Regions from separate parts of the Drosophila melanogaster genome. Here regions 1 and 2 are each linked to region 3. A link is a contact called in public HiChIP or PLAC-seq data. All regions are on one chromosome and are shown on one strand. The core of a region is the stretch at or near the end of the contact, and the rest is flanking DNA. Distances in the headings are between cores, read along the strand shown.

Evidence for each region. HiChIP or PLAC-seq counts read pairs in DNA pulled down with a chosen protein or histone mark.
Region 1: a contact with region 3 is called in an H3K27ac HiChIP or PLAC-seq map of the Kc167 cell line, with 4 times the contacts expected there. The contact joins the promoter of CG46309 here to the promoter of lace in region 3. A contact is called at or near these places in 4 of 107 Hi-C or Micro-C datasets (the Kc167 cell line, the ML-DmBG3-c2 cell line, the OSC cell line and 1 more) and 2 of 6 datasets of contacts at active chromatin or transcription factors (both in the Kc167 cell line).
Region 2: a contact with region 3 is called in a CP190 HiChIP or PLAC-seq map of the Kc167 cell line, with 10 times the contacts expected there. The contact joins the promoter of crp here to the promoter of lace in region 3. A contact is called at or near these places in 4 of 107 Hi-C or Micro-C datasets (the Kc167 cell line and the S2 cell line) and 2 of 6 datasets of contacts at active chromatin or transcription factors (both in the Kc167 cell line).

Annotation. Positions count from the first base shown.
Region 1 is chr2L:16,250,367-16,253,066 of dm6, reverse strand. It overlaps CG46309, which reads left to right and starts at 1,279. Exons shown (of 6, transcript NM_001347787.1): 1 at 1,279-1,443. The coding sequence starts at 1,309. The coding sequence ends at 1,437. All of the region lies in intron 1 of PRL-1 (PRL-1 phosphatase), which reads left to right.
Region 2 is chr2L:16,286,386-16,289,085 of dm6, reverse strand. crp (cropped) reads left to right here and starts at 1,356. Exons shown (of 3, transcript NM_001299047.1): 1 at 1,356-1,988. The coding sequence starts at 1,897. It overlaps pkaap, which reads right to left and starts at 796. Exons shown (of 4, transcript NM_135939.3): 1 at 615-796; 2 at 214-486. The coding sequence starts at 642.
Region 3 is chr2L:15,497,867-15,500,566 of dm6, reverse strand. lace (lace,) reads right to left here and starts at 1,440. Exons shown (of 4, transcript NM_057266.5): 1 at 1,143-1,440. The coding sequence starts at 1,346.

The DNA of each region.
Region 1 (2,700 bases), core at 30-2,529, 750 kb before region 3:
CTCGGAGAGAACAAAAAGTATTTTTTGTCAAAGATACAATAGTCTGTTAAGAAGTTTTGTCTAATTGCACGAATATCTTTATGTTGATTTGAATCAAAAGTTTGATTTCATTAAACTCGTCGTTTAAAGACATTATGATGTATTAACTGATTGGAAAATGTATTTGAAAATCTGTGTATGTAGCGAGGAGCATTCAAGTGGAACAAATGTGTACATATGTATGCATGTATGTTTGTATATAGCGAGTAACAATATAGCCGCAATTTGGTATTAGTGTCGTCATGCCATTTGCCTACATCTCGATTATAATCAACTGGTTTAAATGTAAGACTAATTTCATATTAAGTTACACGTTTGTGTGCGCCGTAGCCTTCATTAACTGTGCATAATATAAACCGCATTTAGCTTTGTTTATTGCCCTTAAATAACGACTGACCTTGGCATCCCGTAAAAGTTATAATCTGACTGCAAAACTTTCCTTCGCTGTATTTGAACACTTTCCAAGTCAGGTAGCTAGATGGGGAAAAAAACCTTTATATGCTAAAGATCTTATCAATCATTTATTTATTCCCCGATTTAAAAAGCGTTTCCACACAGTTATTTGAATATCCTACGGATTATATGTCTATAAGCATTTTGGCACTTTAAAATACCAAGCCATTAACGCGAAATAATTTGTATTGGTCATAAATATAAGTGTTTGTTAGGTAATGTCAATATGATTTGCGTTTCTTCGAAAATACAGGTATATTCAAAATTTTAGTAGAGTTTATTTTCGAAACTTATTTCAGAGACGAAGTCGAAAAAAATATTTTAAGATCTATATTTAAAAAGAACAGAATACAAACTAACTTGTTGTCTAGTTTCTAAAATTAAACAATTTAACATTTTAAAATAAATACCCTCGTGATTTTAAATCAGAACTACTTATATTGTCACTACTATACCAGAACGAATAAAATGCTTTAAAATTTAAACATTTTTAGTAAGCACAAAATTCGCCCTTTCATGGTCCATTGAACTCTGCTAATTATGTTCAACAGTAGAAAAGTAAAACTAACCAAGCAAATTGTTTCTATTTTTCCTGCCTCTATTGTTTTTGCACAACAGACTTTTTAAAGCGCTTTAAATATGCACCAGACTGTAGATAATTTTTTTTCGCTCTCTGCGTGAGCGATTGGAGAGATGTGCGTCACGACTCTCTCTTCGTTCTCCCCGGCAATGGAGACTTACTGCCGGACGGAGCGGCCGTTTCCGTGGCGTAAAATGGGCGGCGAAGAGTTGACAATCGCCAGTCGATAGCAAAACATGAGAGAGTGCTCATCACGCAGCAATACGCGTCTACTTATTGTGGTAATCGTAATCGATCAACGTCTCAGAATCGACACTTGTCGATATTTAATCGAGATACTATCTCGCCGTATAACGGGCGATTAACGATAGGTAAATACAATTTATCCGCTGGCAAATCTGAATGTGGAGGACCAATCCTCAGTATATTCGAATTAACTGATAGGAGAGAAAGCTTTACGATCCGCGGATAAAATCGATTAGTGTCTTCCGGCAAACACCTGTCGATATCTAATCGGGAGTCCATATCAACGGGTTACAAGCCGCCCCGTCGTAATCAGCAACTAATCACTGTATTTGCTTAAATGCATAGCGAAATACCTATGTATATATAGATATTTACATATATATTTGCCTGTGTGATTTTTCAATTTCGCCAAGACGCAAAACAAAAAATACATTGCATAAGTCACAAGTAAAAACCGACTGGGAAATATAGCATCAACAAAAAGTGTTGTTGCTTAACGTGTCATGAGGTAAACACACACACACACTGACAAATCTAGAATGTACTGGTATATACTAGGTGCATTCCGAGAAGAAGTGAAAGTTTTCAGTTCTATCAACAAAGTGTTCCTTTTATATGTTTTGTTTTTATTTTTTTGCGCCCGCTTCTTAATTAGTTTCACGCGTTTCAATATCACTAGCTATTCCACAATGGATTCTCCAATACATACCATAATCGAAATGCCTTTAACATAAGGAATTGGCCAATTTTCGAGAGAAATATTCGCCTACTTTAGGCAAAAGTGCAAAAATAAACACAGGTCGCACTGGGGCCATAGAAAATGGAATATTTGCTTAAAGAGTTATCGCGTTTGTGTGGATATACACGTATATATGCGAAATACATATTATACAATCATTGTTCTGTTTCGGTCTTTATATTTGTGAACTCATTTTATACATATGCTTTTCATGATCATCAACGGAATATAAATAATGTAAACGGTCGTGGAAATGAGCAGTCATTATCTTGGATCACTTTTAGGGAATATTTTTAATATTTTTTTTTTCAGACAGCAGGCGACCAATACATTTAAAATCCACTTCAACGATTTTCCTTGCGTATGTTTTCTGGTTCTCGCAGATAAATTTCAGTTGATAAAGGCGGTTTTCTTTTATTTATTCTAAATTGGCTATTTTGGTTGCTAATTAAGTATTGCAAAAGTTGGTAAATCCTAAAAATGTTGAAATTATTTTTGTATGCTTATGGCACCTGTTTCAAAATTGTACAATATATGTATATTATGTACAACGTGAGCCCTAACCCTTGAATGATTTCGATTGTAATGCACCAGTTTTATAATTAATTTATTTATTTCAATTATAATTTTTATGTATCACTTT
Region 2 (2,700 bases), core at 107-2,606, 790 kb before region 3:
TGTGAATGAGTTTCAAGATTACAACAATTACAACTATTATGTAGACACACTTTTAAGGATTTTCGATACGTGGAATCGCTCCTTATAAGCATTAACAGTGTTATCTACGTTTTATCATGGAAAGTCGAGAATAACGCTGCGATTTGCCAATCATTTCAGTTTCAAAGGTGCCAACGTGATGAGCAATTGAACAATGGGCAATGAGGTAATTACCATCGTTGCTGGCGAGACTGATGCCATCGGAGGGGGCTCCTCCACCACCACCACCACCTCCTCCTCCTCCTCCTCCTCCTGTGGTTCCCACGCCGCCCTCCTCCTCCGCTTCTAGGAACACTTCGTCGCAGAAACTGGTTGTGGAGCGCAGCGAGTGTCGTTTGTGAGCGTTGGCTGCATCACCAGCTCCAGCAACGTCGTTGGTGTCCACATCATACGCTGGCATTTGGCCACAAATGGCATCCGTGGCATCTTGGCTGCTGCGACGTCGGCCTAAATAAAAATCAACAAAAAACCAAATATAATTGGTGTCAACAGAAGAGGAAGAGGGGTGAAGAAGAAACGGGGAAGGGGAGTTGGGTGAAAACAGCAGCGAAATTTCTTTAATTTCTTTAACTCACTGGCGTGCCTCTTGATGTAATTTAACATCTTTACATTCTCCGGCTTTCGGTTGATTCGAGAAGTGCTTCTTGTGCTTCAAAATGCCGATTAACTGGAGATTCGATGAAATAATTTAATGCAGTGCGACGGTAAATATTATGAAAATGGTTTTAGGCGATAGGGTTTTTTTTGCGACCTAATCTTTTTAATTTTTTTTCGCTGGCTGGCCACTCTGTTTGCACAGTTTTGGGTTGAGTCTTTGCTAAAAGGATTCGAAACCAATCTTAACGAACAGCGAATTCAAGCGGCGAAAAGCGAACTCACAGAAACACAGCGAATATTAACGGCGAAAAGCGAATTCATAATACTGGGCGAATTTTCGCTGCGGAAAGAAAATTCATAATACCGGTTGGCTAATAGCGGCGAAAACATAATTCACAATATTCACAAAGAAAATGTAGAAATTGCGCTTATTTCGATGTTTAAATATTGTAATACTTAAATATTTGGAGTTCAGTTTTAGTTTAAAATTAATAAAGTTATGAAATTTTTTGGGACAACGCGGTCTTCAATTTTTGCAAATTTACCCATTCAGATGGCGTATTGGTGGATATAAACATTAAGCAGATAGGTGGCGCCTTAGCAAACGAAAATTCAGTGTTGTGAAGCGCAAAAATACGAAATATCGCAGTGGCATCAATGTAATCGATAGTGCCATCAATGTATTTCCCTATGTGCGATTTTTTCCTTGGCAGCCGTGGTCACTCTGCTGTTTATCGCCGAATTGAACGCACGTAGCGGACCGGACGGATATCGCATCTTCCGATCGGAAAAATCGTACAGTGCAGCCAATTCGCCGTCTACAGAAATCTATTAGCGCGCGTGTGTTGGTGCCAGTGCGGTGGCAAATTAAAACAAAAAACATCTGCGAATTTGAATACGCAAATCTCATGCTCACTAAGAGCGCAAAAGTCATAGAGTGCAGAATAGTGAATTGAAGAACTTTTGGACGCGCTAAGAGTCGCTCTCCATCCCCATCTCTCTCTCTCTCTCTTGTGTGTGCAGTGCTAGTGTGTGCGAGTGTGAGTGAGACGGGCAAACAATTTGCCGCTAAATACAAAAAGCAGCTGAGACCAGCTGACGCATGTGTATGTTCGAAATACAATAAAGTTAACAGGCTATAAATAAATTGCAAATGTTTATGTAGCCGTCAAGCAGCAGCAGTAGCAGCGCAACAACAAAAACCACGTGGCACAGACATTTTGGCCACGATAGTAAGCAAATACACAAACACGATTAAACATGTCCGCCGTACCGGTTGCCATCAAAACGGAGGAAGTTATTCTAGAGCACGCCGAATACAACAGCGCCGAGGAATTGGATGAGGAATTGCAGTAAGTTTGCATCTTAATCGAAATCTCTTTTGTTTCAAATAAAAACAAGGCGAGTCAACAGCTTGGCTTGCATTTTTATCACGCAAATTATTGATTATTTTTACTACTTTGCTAGTGCTCTCCCTTTTCTCCGTCACCGTATCACTCGCGCTCTCTCTAATTCTCTCGTTTGCTTTTTGCCGCCGTTTTGCCGACAAAACAAATACGGCACAAAAACACCACCACCATTAAGACCCATCTCTCACTCACACACATGCAAGCTAGCGTGTGTCGCATTCCATTCCATTTCCATGCCGTTTTCTTGTTGCTGGAATAAATGTGCTCCTTTTTTGTCTCGTCGTTCGTGTCTGTGCCCCCTTCTCAACATCCTCTCTTTTTTTCCGCCGCTCTCGTCCAGCGTTTGTGTTGTTGCTGTTTTTACGCTCTGCCTTTCGGCGTCCATATTGTAAAACGGCTGTTTTGTCAATTTGTCAGCAGTGTCGGCAGACGGGCAACAGTGATGGCACAAACATGAGTCAAGGGTACAGCTGTTAGAAACGATGATTTTTTATTTGCTTTAACTTTAGAAGTGTAGAGTTCAGTAGAAGCCACAATATTAAAAATACATTTTTGGTTTTTCTATACTATTATGGAGGTGTATTTTTAGTTTCTCAAATATTTGTACCTTTGATACATATGTATGATACATAAATGACTTTAAGCGATCTTTTGA
Region 3 (2,700 bases), core at 191-2,690:
AAAAGTTATGAATAATAAAAAATATGATAATCGGTTAAGTATACCCGCCAACAGTTATTCTTTGGCAGCCCAGACGCAGGGAGAGTCCATGAATTTTAAAACAAAACTCTTATCACCGACAAATCAACGCCCACCCAAAACCGCTGCCTTCGGAGATTGCGGAGCATTGTGATTCACCAGCGAATCGCATTCTGCGAGGCTTTACGTAAAAGACTGGTGGAATGGGCCTGATAAGGCGAGCCGGGCATGGCGTGGCATGACAATATTATGACCAGACCAGCATTGTGCCGCTCTCCCCACACACATTGTGCACCCAAACTACGTACTTATGTGTGTGTTTGCTTTGGGGTCGTACTCCAGTCACTAGGAAAATTTCGAATGAGTGCAGGAGTGCCGAAGAAGAGACAATGGCTAGATTAGAGAGTGCATGTGGTAAAATGGACTAGCGTACCAAACAGTTTAACGCACATCTAAAATAGGTATTATGAAATTTCTGAAATCTAAGTTACTTTAACATGCTGATGTTCTTATCTTAGGGCTTAGTCAATTGTAAGATAGCTATCTCAGAGGAATGTATAGACTACTTAAAATTATAATAATGAAAGTGAAATAATATTGCCCAATACTTTAATTTCCAACACTACAAATTGCCTTTCATGATCACAATTTATGAAATAACTCTCTGATCGTATATGATGATAGGATATTTCCGCAGAGTTCTAATAGTTTCTATCATCCGGAAGTAGCCAAAATACGCCAAATGGTCAGCACTCGCGGCGAAAAGGAAAACACGCGAGGAAAACACTGCAGTGGAGGGAAAACAGCTGTGGCTGCCCGATGACCCAGAAGCGGGAAAAGCGGAGGAAAATCGCCAAAAAGGGCAGCAAAAATTGGGCCGAAATTCTCCAGCTGACGCACGCCTTCACTCTCACTCTCTCTCCCTCTCTCTTATGCGCGCTCCCTCGCTCTCACACAAAATCAATAATTCGCCGGCTGGAAGAGCGAGCGAGAGGGTGAATGGAACCAGCTATGGAACCACATTTTTGGCCAATTTTTATGGCCTTTTAGCTCGTTATTTTCGTTTCGTCCAAGTGTTTAACTCGCGTTTCACCCCGCACACTGAGCGAAAATGCCTGGCTCACCTGGGCGTCGTTTGCGGGCTTCGGCTGGCAGCGTCGCGTGCGAATTTCAGTGTACGCGGGTGCCGAGAACTTCCGGAGAAGTTCCTGTTTTTCCGGGGCACTGAGATCTGCCGCCCCATTGCCATTCGGCACCTTTCCGTTTCCGTTGGTCGTCGCATAGCTCTGCTCGAAAACCGTTCCAGAATCGCCGTCGAAATTGCCCATTATTCCGTTGCCGATTTCCGATTACTCAGCGGACAAAAAATTACGGAGAGATCGATGCGTTTTGCTTAAATAGGTTTCTTTCTAATTGGAATGGTGTGGCCAGTTACTCGGCCAGCTGTTATACTGAAAACTGCGCGCCTTCGGTATTTTAAGGTACTTATCGTATTTTCACATATAATTTAAAAGGCCACATTTTGTGGAATAACGCTTCCGGTTGTGTTCTCTGCTTTTAGTACTGCCAGCTCCTAGCGAATACCTCCACCATGCAAGCAGTTCAAGCCACAGTGCTGTTTAGTATACTTTCTGAGCGCCAGATGTCGCAAAAGAGAAGTAGATTTTTGTATTAATTAGATTTTCAAAGAAATTTATTTAAACTAAAATGGTTTCTATTTTAGTCACATAGGGGTTCAACTTAAATTATTTGACAGCAATTTAATGAAAATATATAAATTTATATATGATACGAGGGTTCAACAATGTATCATTTAAGTGGGAGATAAGCTAAAAAAAATAATGTTTTATATTCCATTACATATTAGAAACCACAAGTTTTCAGACTTAACACGTCAAGCATTTTCCCCTTGAGCATTAAAATCGGTCCAAAACTTACGCAAAGAAAAATTCCGCCTCGCCGGCAATAATAAATTAGATTAAAATGCACAAAGAAAAGGAGGAAAACAGAATTTCAGGCAACAGATATTCAGATAAAAGTGCGTAAAGCGGCAATTGTAGTAAAATTCATGAGCTGCGAAGTGCGTTGACTCTTTGCCGCAAGGAGACACGTCTCGGGCAGTGGATTTCGCCTCATAAATAGATCATCTCCATACCGCAGGCTTTTGTTTTTCTTCACATTTTATTGCGGAAGAATTTCGACTATTTTGTAAATTAATCTGCTGTGGCCGGCCGATGACACTTTTCAAGGATTTTCAGAGCCCATTTCAAAATCAAAACATTGAACTCGCATTTCAGTTTCGTTTTCAGTATGCGCCGCATCCCAACTGTGGGTAAACAACATGAAAACGACGCTAAGGCTTCTAATTGAGTTGGAAGCTTTTGTGGCAGATGTAGCCTCTGCAAAATGCCAACACGTTCCCCGGCAAAAGCTGCACCGATCGCTACATCGATATGCAAATGATTGCCAAATTGTCGTAGCCGGAGATGCCAAAAATTTGAAACCCAATCTGAGTCCAAGTCACCAAAGTGGGTGCTACTGTCAGGGCTGAAGCCCTTTGAGCCGCAGGCCCAGAAAGCGGGTCACGTCGGGTTTTCATCCAGCGATTGCCGATCGACGCCAGCGGCACCCTGAAGGCAAAAGTTTCCGCCGATGCCAGAGGGAAAATCACATACCCTTTTC